2 separate regions of the Gossypium hirsutum genome follow, and region 1 is linked to region 2. A link is a contact called in public Hi-C data. All regions are on one chromosome and are shown on one strand. Each heading gives the region's core, a stretch centred on a gene start, on an enhancer-like site or on the middle of the called end of the contact. The rest is flanking DNA. Distances are from core to core; before and after follow the strand shown.

Region 1 (5,701 bases), core at 345-2,844, 130 kb before region 2:
CGGTTGGTTTGTCCATGGAACATGAGATCTACAAAGCATCCACCACCTTGAGAAGCTATTGCCAGGTTTGAGCCTAGTTTTAATTATTCATACAAGACAGTAGCTTTGTTTTTCTGTCTAGATCATACTTACCAGCTAGATTGAGTTTCATGTGATTGGTCTTGCTCAACCGGAGCACATATTGGAGCTACATAATTGAATATATTTTGGCATGGTGAGATGTTTCGAATAACAGTAGTTCAAACGGACAGGTTGCTCGGTTGAGTCCAGAGAAATCTATACCACTGGCAGTTCTTAAAGGAGCCAAAGGCTTAGCTATTTTAACTGTTGTTAAAGCTGGAGTTCTTTTAGCATACAAGCTCGGAACTGGTCTTGTTCTTGCTCGAAGGTCCGATGGAACATGGTCTGCTCCATCAGCTATATTCTCTGTTGGTTTAGGATGGGGTGCTCAGGTAAACTTTTGACTCTGAAAAATATATACCTGTTCAAGCAGAATTTACACATCTAGGCAGCTAAGGAGCGATTCCCTCCCACGTTCCGTAGTATTTATATGTATAATCTATTTGCTAAATTCCATTTTTATGCATTTCATAGATTGGGGGTGAGCTCATGGATTTCATAATCGTGCTTCATGATTTACAAGCTGTAAAGACATTTTGTAGTCGCATGCATTTTTCTCTTGGTGCTGGCTGCAGTGCTGCTGCAGGACCTGTGGGGAGAGTGCTGGAAGCAGATCATCGGGCAGGAGATAGAGGCTCCGGCATGTGTTACACATACAGTTGTAGTAAAGGTATTCCATCCTGCAATGTATTGCACTCCTTTCACTAGTTTGTGGATTCAGCTATCCAATTTATCACAAAATTTTGCAGGGGCATTTGTTGGTGTGTCACTGGAAGGGAACATCATTGCAACAAGAATGGATACCAACCTACGGTTCTATGGCGATCCTTATCTCACCACTACTGACATATTACTCGGGACTGTGAGCCGGCCAAAGGCTGCTGAGCCCTTGTATGTTGCTCTGGACGATCTCTACTCTAGCCTAAATTGTTAGTTCAGACCATTTGGGTACATTATCTCGCTCTGCAGCTCGAAACAAGCAACAACTTGACCAACATGGTGCACGTCTTGCCTTGTTGACTGTACAAAATATAGCTGCCTTTCATGGTTATGTGGATGTGCATGAAGTAAACATGCAATTCAAGGACGAGTACCTTTTATAAGCCAAATTACGCATTGTACCAAATATGCATTAAACATTTGTGAAATAAACCAGTCAACCGTAAATGTTTCTTATTCTTGGTGATTCAATGTTTTCAGTTACTTTTGAGTGGAAGATCTTCCAAATGCCCTCCAAAAAACATGAAAGCTGCAACATTGTATTCGAAAAGAGAGAAAAAACTAAAAAAGCTTGGACATCAGCTAATAATAAAATTTAGTAGAGTAACATATGAATATATTCTACAATTATTATCATCTGTGATAGATAATCATTAAGCAAAAATACGAAGATTCAAGTATACGATCGTATGTTCAAAGAAAAAAATAATTTCTGGGTCAATTACTTTTGGGCTTCTTTGTTTTCTGACTCGACTTTGCCCAAACATATCTAGAATGGGTTCAATGGCTGAAGATTCTTTTCGTCGTCTCCGATCTAAACCTATATTACTTGACCCAGAAAATAAATGGCGCAAACCAGAAACCGCTCTCTGCTAAATAGAATGATGCGTCTTGAAAGGTTATCTGCTTTTTAGAAAACGCCGTCGTTTAGCGAGCAAGTTAACTAAAGTTCGTCTGGCCTATCAGAACCAGACTCCTTCCGTGATAGAGAAAATGGCAACGAATCCAGCAACGGCACCTTCGAAACTTCCTAAATCCGGAGCCATCTCCAAAGGCTACAATTTTGCTTCTACTTGGGAACAGGTATGTTTTCTTTTTACATAACTTTCTCTTCGAACACACAGATGTTTGCCTTCACGTTACGAATTGAATCTCTTATAGTTTAGATCTGTTATAATTTGATCTCAGTGAACTTATAACTTTCAACTTATAACTGTGAATTTCGAGAGAAGAGGAAAACCAGCTTTTTAATCGACTAGCTCTTTTCTATTTCGATTTCTTTCTCTCATTTCATTCTTAATTTTAGTAATTAACGGATCCTATCTCTTCATTCGAGCCATAGAAGGAACCGAAATGTGATAATAATATTAATAATTATAATCTGAAGAGCTGAAAAACATTTTAGTTTGAATATTGGATCTGTGAAGTGGAGCTGGAAGCTTTAATTTGGATTATTTATGTTTAATTTAATTTCTTTTGGGGATTTTTCTCCGTAGAATGCACCTTTGACTGAGCAGCAGCAACGAGCAATACAGATGCTATCTCATGCAGTTGCTGAACGGCCGTTTCCAGCCAATTTGGTGAGTAATTCTATTTCTTGTTGGTAATATGTGTGTGTGTGGGTGTTAAATTTCATTCTGAATGTTTTGGTTGGATTATGTTGGTGTTTAGGCTCAAGAGCGAACTTCAGGGCAAGATAAAGGTTTGTCCGTTTCTACAAAGGATGACAATTTTAGAGATTCTGAAGCTATTGATGAAATTTTGGTTAATTCAAATCAGGTAATTAGTTTAGTTGTATTTCTTGAGTGAAATGGAGATGCGGAGATCTGAAATTTTGTGGATGGTATTTTATTTTCTTCTTTGAATGATCTAGTGCTACCATGGTTTTATGACATCGATGAGATTTGGATCTACTGCATTTGATTCTTTTTTCTTGTTTCCACACTTTCTGGTACAGTTTTATAAATGGTTCACGGATCTTGAATCAGCCCTGAGGTCTGAGGTTAGTAGCAATTTCTTGTTGCGATATATATGAACATGGAGTGATTTAATTAGATATCTATTTATTGCATCTCATTGCTTCTCTTCCTTCAGACTGAGGAGAAGTATCAGCACTATGTTGATACTCTAGTAGACCGCATTCAGACTTGTGATGATATACTTCGACAAGTATGTTCTTTTTCTTTTATATCTCCATGCATTCTCATTTGCTTTGCTAGCTATTTTATTGGTTATGTCTATATTTTACGCAAAGATTTTAAAGCTAGCAAGTACTCCTGTGTAGGTGGATGAGACCTTGGACCTATTGAATGAACTACAACTGCAACACCAAGCTGTAGAAACAAAAACTAAAACTCTTCATGATGCATGCAATCGATTGGTATGGTTTTCATTGGGAAGACTTCGGATTTAGTTTCATCTTCTTGTTTCTAGCTTATTCACTTTGGCTTTATGTTAGGTGGCTGTAATCCACTTATTTTTTAGATGGAAAGTTTGTCTTGAGTTGGTTGATTCATTGCCTCACAAGCTTGTTCTCATTGCAGGTAATGGAGAAGCAAAGGCTGATTGAGTTTGCTGAAGCACTTCGCAGTAAGCTTGAGTATTTTGATGAGTTGGAGAATGTAAGGTTTGAATGCTATCTTAACTAGAAATCAGTTTAATTAAGTGTTACTTCCTTGTCTTTGCTTATTATCCTATTATCCTTTAGGATTTATGCTTAACTTTATGTTTCTTGATGAATTGCTGTTGGTGCAGTAGTTCTGAAATTTATGGTTTGTCTAATTTTACCTCTTCTATACAGATTACTTCCAACTTTTATTCTCCAAACATGAATGTTGGAAATGCAAACTTTCTCCCACTTCTTAAACGGCTCGATGAGTGCATATTGTAAGTTTGCATTTGAACTTAGTCTGCATGTGCAAACTGTTTGACAATCGTGTAATAACTGTCCATATGAGCACATATCATCAAAATATTTTAATCAAAATTTTCCCTTGTAGGTATGTTGAGAATAATCCACAATATGCAGAATCCAGTGTTTATTTGCTAAAATTACTGTTTGACAATCGTGTAATAACTGTCCATATGAGCACATATCATCAAAATATTTTAATAAAAAATTTCCCTTGTAGGTATGTTGAGAATAATCCACAATACGCAGAATCCAGTGTTTATTTGCTAAAATTCCGTCAACTCCAGGTAAGGAAGGAATGGTACAATCTTGGACTTTTTCTTTTTTCTCTTTTGGTAAGTGAATGAAATGCATGCATATAAGTAGATGTTTTGACTAAATGCTCCTGGAACCTGTTTTTACAGTCTCGGGCTCTTGGTATGATCCGCTCTCATGTAGTATCTGTTCTCAAAAGCGCATCTTCTCAGGTAAAATATCCACCTATAGATGAAAGTTGCGTATATCGGCATGTATTTCTGTATGAAATAAATGCCTCCCAAAATGCTTGTTCTTTCTCTCTTTAGGTCCAGGCAGCAATTTGGAGCAGCGGTGGCAACAAAGAATCTTTTTCTGAGGGTGTTGAGGCATCTATAATTTATGTTCGTTTCAAGGCAGCTGCTAGTGAGGTAATGATTTCATTTTTTGATGTGGAAACTGTCACATTTTTTCAAATCTGAATATTTTCCCAATTTAATGGCAAGTAGAGTTATATCTCTTCTATATGAAGTGGGACCATATACTACAATTAGATCCCCCCTCAGCAGAGGTAATTAACATTTTTAAACATTTGCAGCTTAAGCCTATATTGGAGGAAATTGAAAGCAAAGCATCAAGGAAAGAATATGTTCATCTTCTTGCTGTATGCCATAAATTGTACTGTGAACAGAGGCTTTCTTTGGTTAGTGATTACCCCCGCACATGCATGCACCGTTATTTCAATATTCAAATTGGTTTTTAATGTCTGTTAATATACTATTTTTTTAAAGATAAAAGGTACAGTGCATCAGCGCATATCTGAATTTGCCAAGAAAGAGGGTTTGCCATCATTGACTAGATCAGGATGTGCTTACTTAATGCAGGTATAGTGAACTTACTGTCATATTTAGCAGTTGAATATGGAGATGAATTTTGGAAATTTTGTTCAATTAAAGCTAGATTTGTTATTTGAGTTATGCGTCCTTTGCGTTGTTGATTTTATTTGGTGATATTTAGAGATGATAAAATTAGCCCAGCCGTTTGCTTTCTATTTAAACTGGTTTTTTTAAATTGAAGAAACGTGCACTGTCTTTATTAACTTCATCCTACACGTTTCGATTGATGTAGGTGTGTCAACTTGAGCATCAACTCTTTCATCATTTTTTCCCATCTTCTTCTGAGGATGTTTCAAGTTTGGCTCCATTAATAGATCCTTTGTAAGTACTCTTGTAGTTCAATGTTGCACAGCTTTCTTTTCCCTGTTTCCATTTTTTTATGGTTTCCTTTAGTTTAATGATGCTTTATTGAAATTTATCAAAATAATATCCAGAGTTTGACTTAAGTATCAATATTTTGCTGTATTACTAAGTTGGATTTGTTGCAGGTCTACATACTTGTATGACACATTGCGGCCAAAACTCATTCATGAAGCAAATGCTGATTTTCTTTGTGAAATGGTTGATATTCTCAAAGTTGAAGTCTTGGGAGAACAGCTTAGTAGAAAGAGTGAGTCATTGGCAGGGTTACGCCCATCATTAGAAAGAATTTTGGCAGACATTCATGAACGCTTGACTTTTCGTGCTCGAACATATATCCGTGATGAGGTTTGTTATTGCTTATGTGTGCTTTCATGTATATGTTTGTGACTTTATTCTCTGTTTTTGAAAGAACAAAATATTTTAGTTGTCAATCTTTTGAGATTTAAAAATAAAATTG
Region 2 (5,074 bases), core at 501-3,000:
ATGAAAGTGGCGTATATACATTGGATTATCTTTTCAAGTTATTTCTATATATATGTTAGCTCCATTTTCAAGTCCAGTCAATTTCAAATTCAATTGATGCACTGCTTTGATTAAATGAATATTGCTCAAACATCTCAATCAGCCTCCAATTTAAGGATTTTAAGTAATAATAAAGTAAGTGTTTGATGGTATTTTGTGATGATCAGGTCACTCCAAGAATAATTGAGAGATGTTGATTGAGGGTAGAAGGATGTTGATTCGAGTGCGTTGAAATACATTATTTTCTTATTTATGGGTTAGAGAGAGATTATGAGTAGTTCTAAATATTATGTCAAATGAAGTAAATATGATAAAAACGTATAATGATATATTTTTTTTTAAAAAAAAAGAAAAAGCAAATATGAACTTTGCAAAGATAATAGCAGAGAAAATCATCTTTTAGTTGCATCACATCGATTTAATAGAATTCTTATCACTCTTGATTCGTCTTCATGTAATATTATATATGAATTTTAAGTTTTTTACAATTTTATATCTATTTATAAACGACTAACATCGTTATTGATATATTATCATTTTACATCTATATGTTGCATACCCAAATAATTATACTTATCCAATATAAAAATAAATTGATGCCTTTATTTATTTAAATGTGTACGATTTGATCAAAATCAAAATTTTATGTATACATTTAATTACAATCAAAGTTTCATGTATATAATTGCCTCAAATCAAAACTCATATATCAAATATAGTTTTGATATTTTCCCATTCTTCATACAAAATTTCTGACATTAGTCCCTTAGAATATTCAGACTTAATCCCTACTAAATTGACACCAATTGGGTGGGTGTAAAATTCATTAATATGAAGTAGCAGAGAGTGATCCCATTAAGATCTTTGGGCTTACTTTGCTGTTGGGCCTTAACCTTTGATAATGTAGACATAACAGTAGGCATATCAAGACCCCAAACAAAATTGAGATATAAAGAAAAAAGAAAATGAAAAATAAATCCTGAACATGGACATGAAATATATATAATTTTACTTTTCAAAAAAAAGTTATCTCTCTTTTATGTTATATATCCAACACATATTTAGAGGTAACCGAAGTTGGGACTATGCATCACATTCCTCTTACTTGCAAGAAAACTTTATACTATCCTATTACAATCTAATTCTTGCATGTTAGACTTCTAAAAATGAATATAATAATAAAAATACCTTCCTTAACGGAATATTTTTATCAAAAATGTATATTTAATATTTAATACTTAAAAACCTAAATAAATACATCATAAATAAGATGTCATTAGTACATGACATTATCCAAATATATTAATTAATGTTTTCTTTTTTCTAAATATTCTTTTTCAAGAACCAATTAAGCAACAGTCTCTATGTTTTGATTCCAAATAGTGTTTAATAAAGACGGATACATGTCTTTCTAAAAATAAAATAAAGTGTAAAGACTGCCTTTCTCCCTAAGCAAGCAATCTAATACTAAAGTTCTTATCATTATTTATCTAATTAAAATTTGTTGATAAGATTCTTATTCTAAAACCCGTTCTTAGGCAATATTTTTTTTATATTAAATTATAAATTTAGTAGCATTAAGCAATATTATATATCAATTTAAAAAGAGTAATCCATGTAATGATGTATAATTAAATATCTATATGTTTCCCATTGCATGTAAAAACTACTAAATATAGATATCTAGGGCAACCCCTATTTATCATCCTTACTCCTTATACCTTGTACTTTTCCATCTCTCTCTCTCAAAGTTTTGCTTCTTTTTTCTCAGACATATTAATTTACACCATGAACCTGTTGAAGAAGTGCTGTTCCTGTTTCAGAAAAAAAACTGACGGTACCTCAACCTCAACTTCTCATCAATTGTCGGATCCAACAACTGACTTCAAAGGCCAACCTCGTCTCCCCACATTCGCTGTCCCCATACGCTACGATATTCAACTGAAACCCGACCTCGCGGCCTGCAAGTTCGAAGGCATTGTCTCCATCTTTGTCAACATCGTTGCCGACACTCGTTTCATTGTCCTCAATGCTGCTGCCCAACTCCACATTAACTCTGATTCAGTCTACTTCTCCGATCCTAATTCTAATAAGGTCAAGCTCTCTACATGCAAGTAAAACTTTAGTCAACTTAATAGGATATATATATATATTAGTCATAAAGAAACTATAATTGTCTTTGGCTGATTACATGTTAAACAGGTATTTGAGAAGCCAAAAGTAGGGAAGGTCGAAGCAGATGAGATTTTGGTGTTGGAATTTTCTGAGACACTTCCCAAGGGTATGGGAGTTTTAACTATTGGCTTTGAGGGTGTCTTAAATGACAAAATGAAGGGATTCTATATAAGGTATATGTATATATTCATCATTTCACATTAATGTTTTTAGAATCTATATGAACGAAATTTTCATATTTTGAAATACAGTACTTATGATCACAATGGTCAGAAGAAGAATATGGCAGTGACACAATTCGAGCCAGCTTATGCAAGGCAATGTTTTCCCTGTTGGGATGAACCGTCTTTCAAGGTCTTCTTCTTTTAACTTTCCTTTCAAAGTTTCATGTTGACATTGTTGATTAGTTTGTTTCATGTGTTTTTTAACAGGCAAAGTTCAATATCGCATTATTGGATGTTCCATCTGAACTAGTGACCCTTTCAAACATGCCAGTGGGTGAGGAGGAACTGAATGGGAACCTGAAAACAGTTTATTATCAAGAATCACCGGTGATGTCTACATATTTGGTTGCTGTTGTTATTGGTTTGTTTGATTACATTGAGGATCATACACCAGATGGGATCAAAGTTCGAGTGTACTCTCAAGTTGGGAAGGCAAATCAAGGGAAATTTGCTCTCCATGTAGCTTTGCAGACACTGGGTTTTTATAAAGAGTATGTAAATATTCTATAAAGTGGGAGATTTTGCTAACAATCTGTTTGACATTGTGGTAATGAGTTTTTTTACAGTTATTTTCAAATGCCATACTCTCTTCCCAAACTGGATATGGTTGCAATCCCTGATTTTGCTTTTGGGGCAATGGAGAACTATGGCTTAGTTACATATCGTGAGACGGATTTGCTCTTCGATGATCACCATTCGGCTGCTGCCAACAAGCAGCGGGTTGGTACATATGCTGTTCCACCTCTCTATATGTATGTATAGGTGCAGAAAATGTTTGACTAGTGTACTTGGTTGCTGTTAAGGTAGCAACAGTGGTGGCCCATGAATTGGCACACCAGTGGTTTGGAAATCTTGTAACAATGGAATGGTGGACGGACCTGTGGCTGAATGAGGGCTTTGCAACTTGGGTATGGGTTCTAGGTCTCACCTTTGTTATTGCCACTTAGCACTAGTGTTCTTATATTGCTAAGGATTGTTTATTTTCAGATGAGTTACATGGCAAAAGATAAGTTGTTCCCAGAATGGAAAATATGGACACAATTCTTTGATCATGAATCTAGTGAAGGTCTTAGGTTGGATGGACTTGCAAAATCCCACCCTATCGAGGTGAATATATATGTATATATATATCTTTTTACATACAATTAACAATATATATTTGATCTTAAGCATATATGTTGTTTTACTTTGAAGGTGGAGGTAAACCATGCCTCTGAAATTGATGAAATATTCGATACAATAAGCTACAAAAAAGGTGCATCAATTATCCAGATGCTTAAAGGCTATGTTGGAGGTCCACATTTTCAGGTTGCTAAATACTGGAACCTAATTCTGATATTATGTATAAGTTTTATCTCAAACTCAGAGTTGATTCATTTAATCTCTTGATATCAGAACTCACTTGCTACATATATAAAGAGACATGCATGGTCAAATGCAAGGACAAATGATCTGTGGGCTGTTCTTAAGGAGGAATGTAACGAGCCAACAATAGACAAGATAATGAATTCATGGACAAAACAAGAAGGGTATCCAGTTTTGTCCGTGAAAATGAAAAACCAGACATTGGAAATTAAACAGGTTTAATCATGTTTTGTCTATTTTCATGAACTTCTTGGCCTATAAAACACTTTGAACTGTTTCATTGTATGATGATTTGATTTTGGCAGTCACGATTCTTATATGCCGGTTCTCATGATCGTTGTCAGTGGATTATCCCAATCACTTACTGTTGCGGAGACTATGATAGCTTGATAAGCTTGTTGATGGAGAAAAAATCCGAAACTTATGATATTAAGGATTTGCTTTCCAACATTACTGATCCAGCACGCTCTTGGATAAAGCTCAATGTTGAACAGATTGGATTCTTCAGGGTGAAATATGATGATGGCCTGGCAGCTAAACTTCGATATGCAATAGAACACAAATGCTTATCAGTAACAGACAGACTTGGTACTTGTTTGAACACATAGACGTAAATTGCAGTTGCATACATCTTTTTGATAGTGCCACATTGTGGATGTAACGAATACTGTCGTAATGTTATGTATTATGTTCAACAGGCATTCTGGATGATTCGTTTGCGCTTTGTATGGCACGTGAAATGTCCTTGACTTCCTTGCTTACCTTCATGGCTGCCTACAGGGAGGAACTTGAGCATACTGTGCTATCTAACTTGATTAAGGTAATATGAAGTAACGATGCAGGTTTTATGACACCTCTCTCGTGTTACCGTACGCAAACAAGGGAGGTACTTGTGCTCGAGGGGCCTTGAATGAAGGGTGATGGCTAAATCCCGGTGTGTATGGCTATGAGGGGAGGCGTCCTAAAACCCGAACGCTACGAGTTACCTCTTATCTTTCTTAATCTTACTTCAATTATGCTTCTAGCTAGCCCTGATTTTGGATCCTGTGTTTCACAGATAATTGGTAAAATTGAAAGGATTGTTGCAGATGCAAGACCCGAACTAATGAATTACATCAAACAATTTTTCATTGGCCTTCTCCTACCTGCTGCTGCGTAAGTTATTCAGATATTGAAGTTTGTAATGACCAAAACCAAACCTGTTTTCGTTGTAATTTTCTTACAGGAACTTCGGTTGGGACCCAAAACAAGGCGAGAGTCATCTGGATGCG

What was found. A called contact is a pair of places that touch in the nucleus more often than the background predicts.
Region 1: a Hi-C map of leaf shows a contact between it and region 2, with 5 times the contacts expected there. The contact joins the promoter of LOC107893379 here to the promoter of LOC107893713 in region 2. A contact is called at or near these places in 3 of 34 Hi-C or Micro-C datasets (all in leaf).

What each region holds. Positions count from the first base shown.
Region 1 is chrD13:59,998,530-60,004,230 of Gossypium_hirsutum_v2.1, reverse strand. LOC107893379 (conserved oligomeric Golgi complex subunit 3) reads left to right here and starts at 1,594. Exons shown (of 25, transcript XM_041109364.1): 1 at 1,594-1,923; 2 at 2,337-2,420; 3 at 2,512-2,619; 4 at 2,798-2,842; 5 at 2,935-3,009; 6 at 3,125-3,220; 7 at 3,384-3,461; 8 at 3,641-3,726; 9 at 3,972-4,038; 10 at 4,156-4,218; 11 at 4,315-4,416; 12 at 4,584-4,688; 13 at 4,777-4,869; 14 at 5,114-5,202; 1 more. The coding sequence starts at 1,834. It overlaps LOC121225183, which reads left to right. Exons shown (of 5, transcript XM_041109368.1): 2 at 1-65; 3 at 252-452; 4 at 595-790; 5 at 870-1,296. The coding sequence ends at 1,054.
Region 2 is chrD13:59,864,354-59,869,427 of Gossypium_hirsutum_v2.1, reverse strand. It overlaps LOC107893713 (aminopeptidase M1), which reads left to right and starts at 1,750. Exons shown (of 18, transcript XM_016818775.2): 1 at 1,750-2,133; 2 at 2,242-2,387; 3 at 2,466-2,568; 4 at 2,646-2,929; 5 at 3,005-3,158; 6 at 3,242-3,346; 7 at 3,426-3,545; 8 at 3,633-3,746; 9 at 3,834-4,019; 10 at 4,109-4,391; 11 at 4,502-4,623; 12 at 4,861-4,958; 13 at 5,029-5,074. The coding sequence starts at 1,828.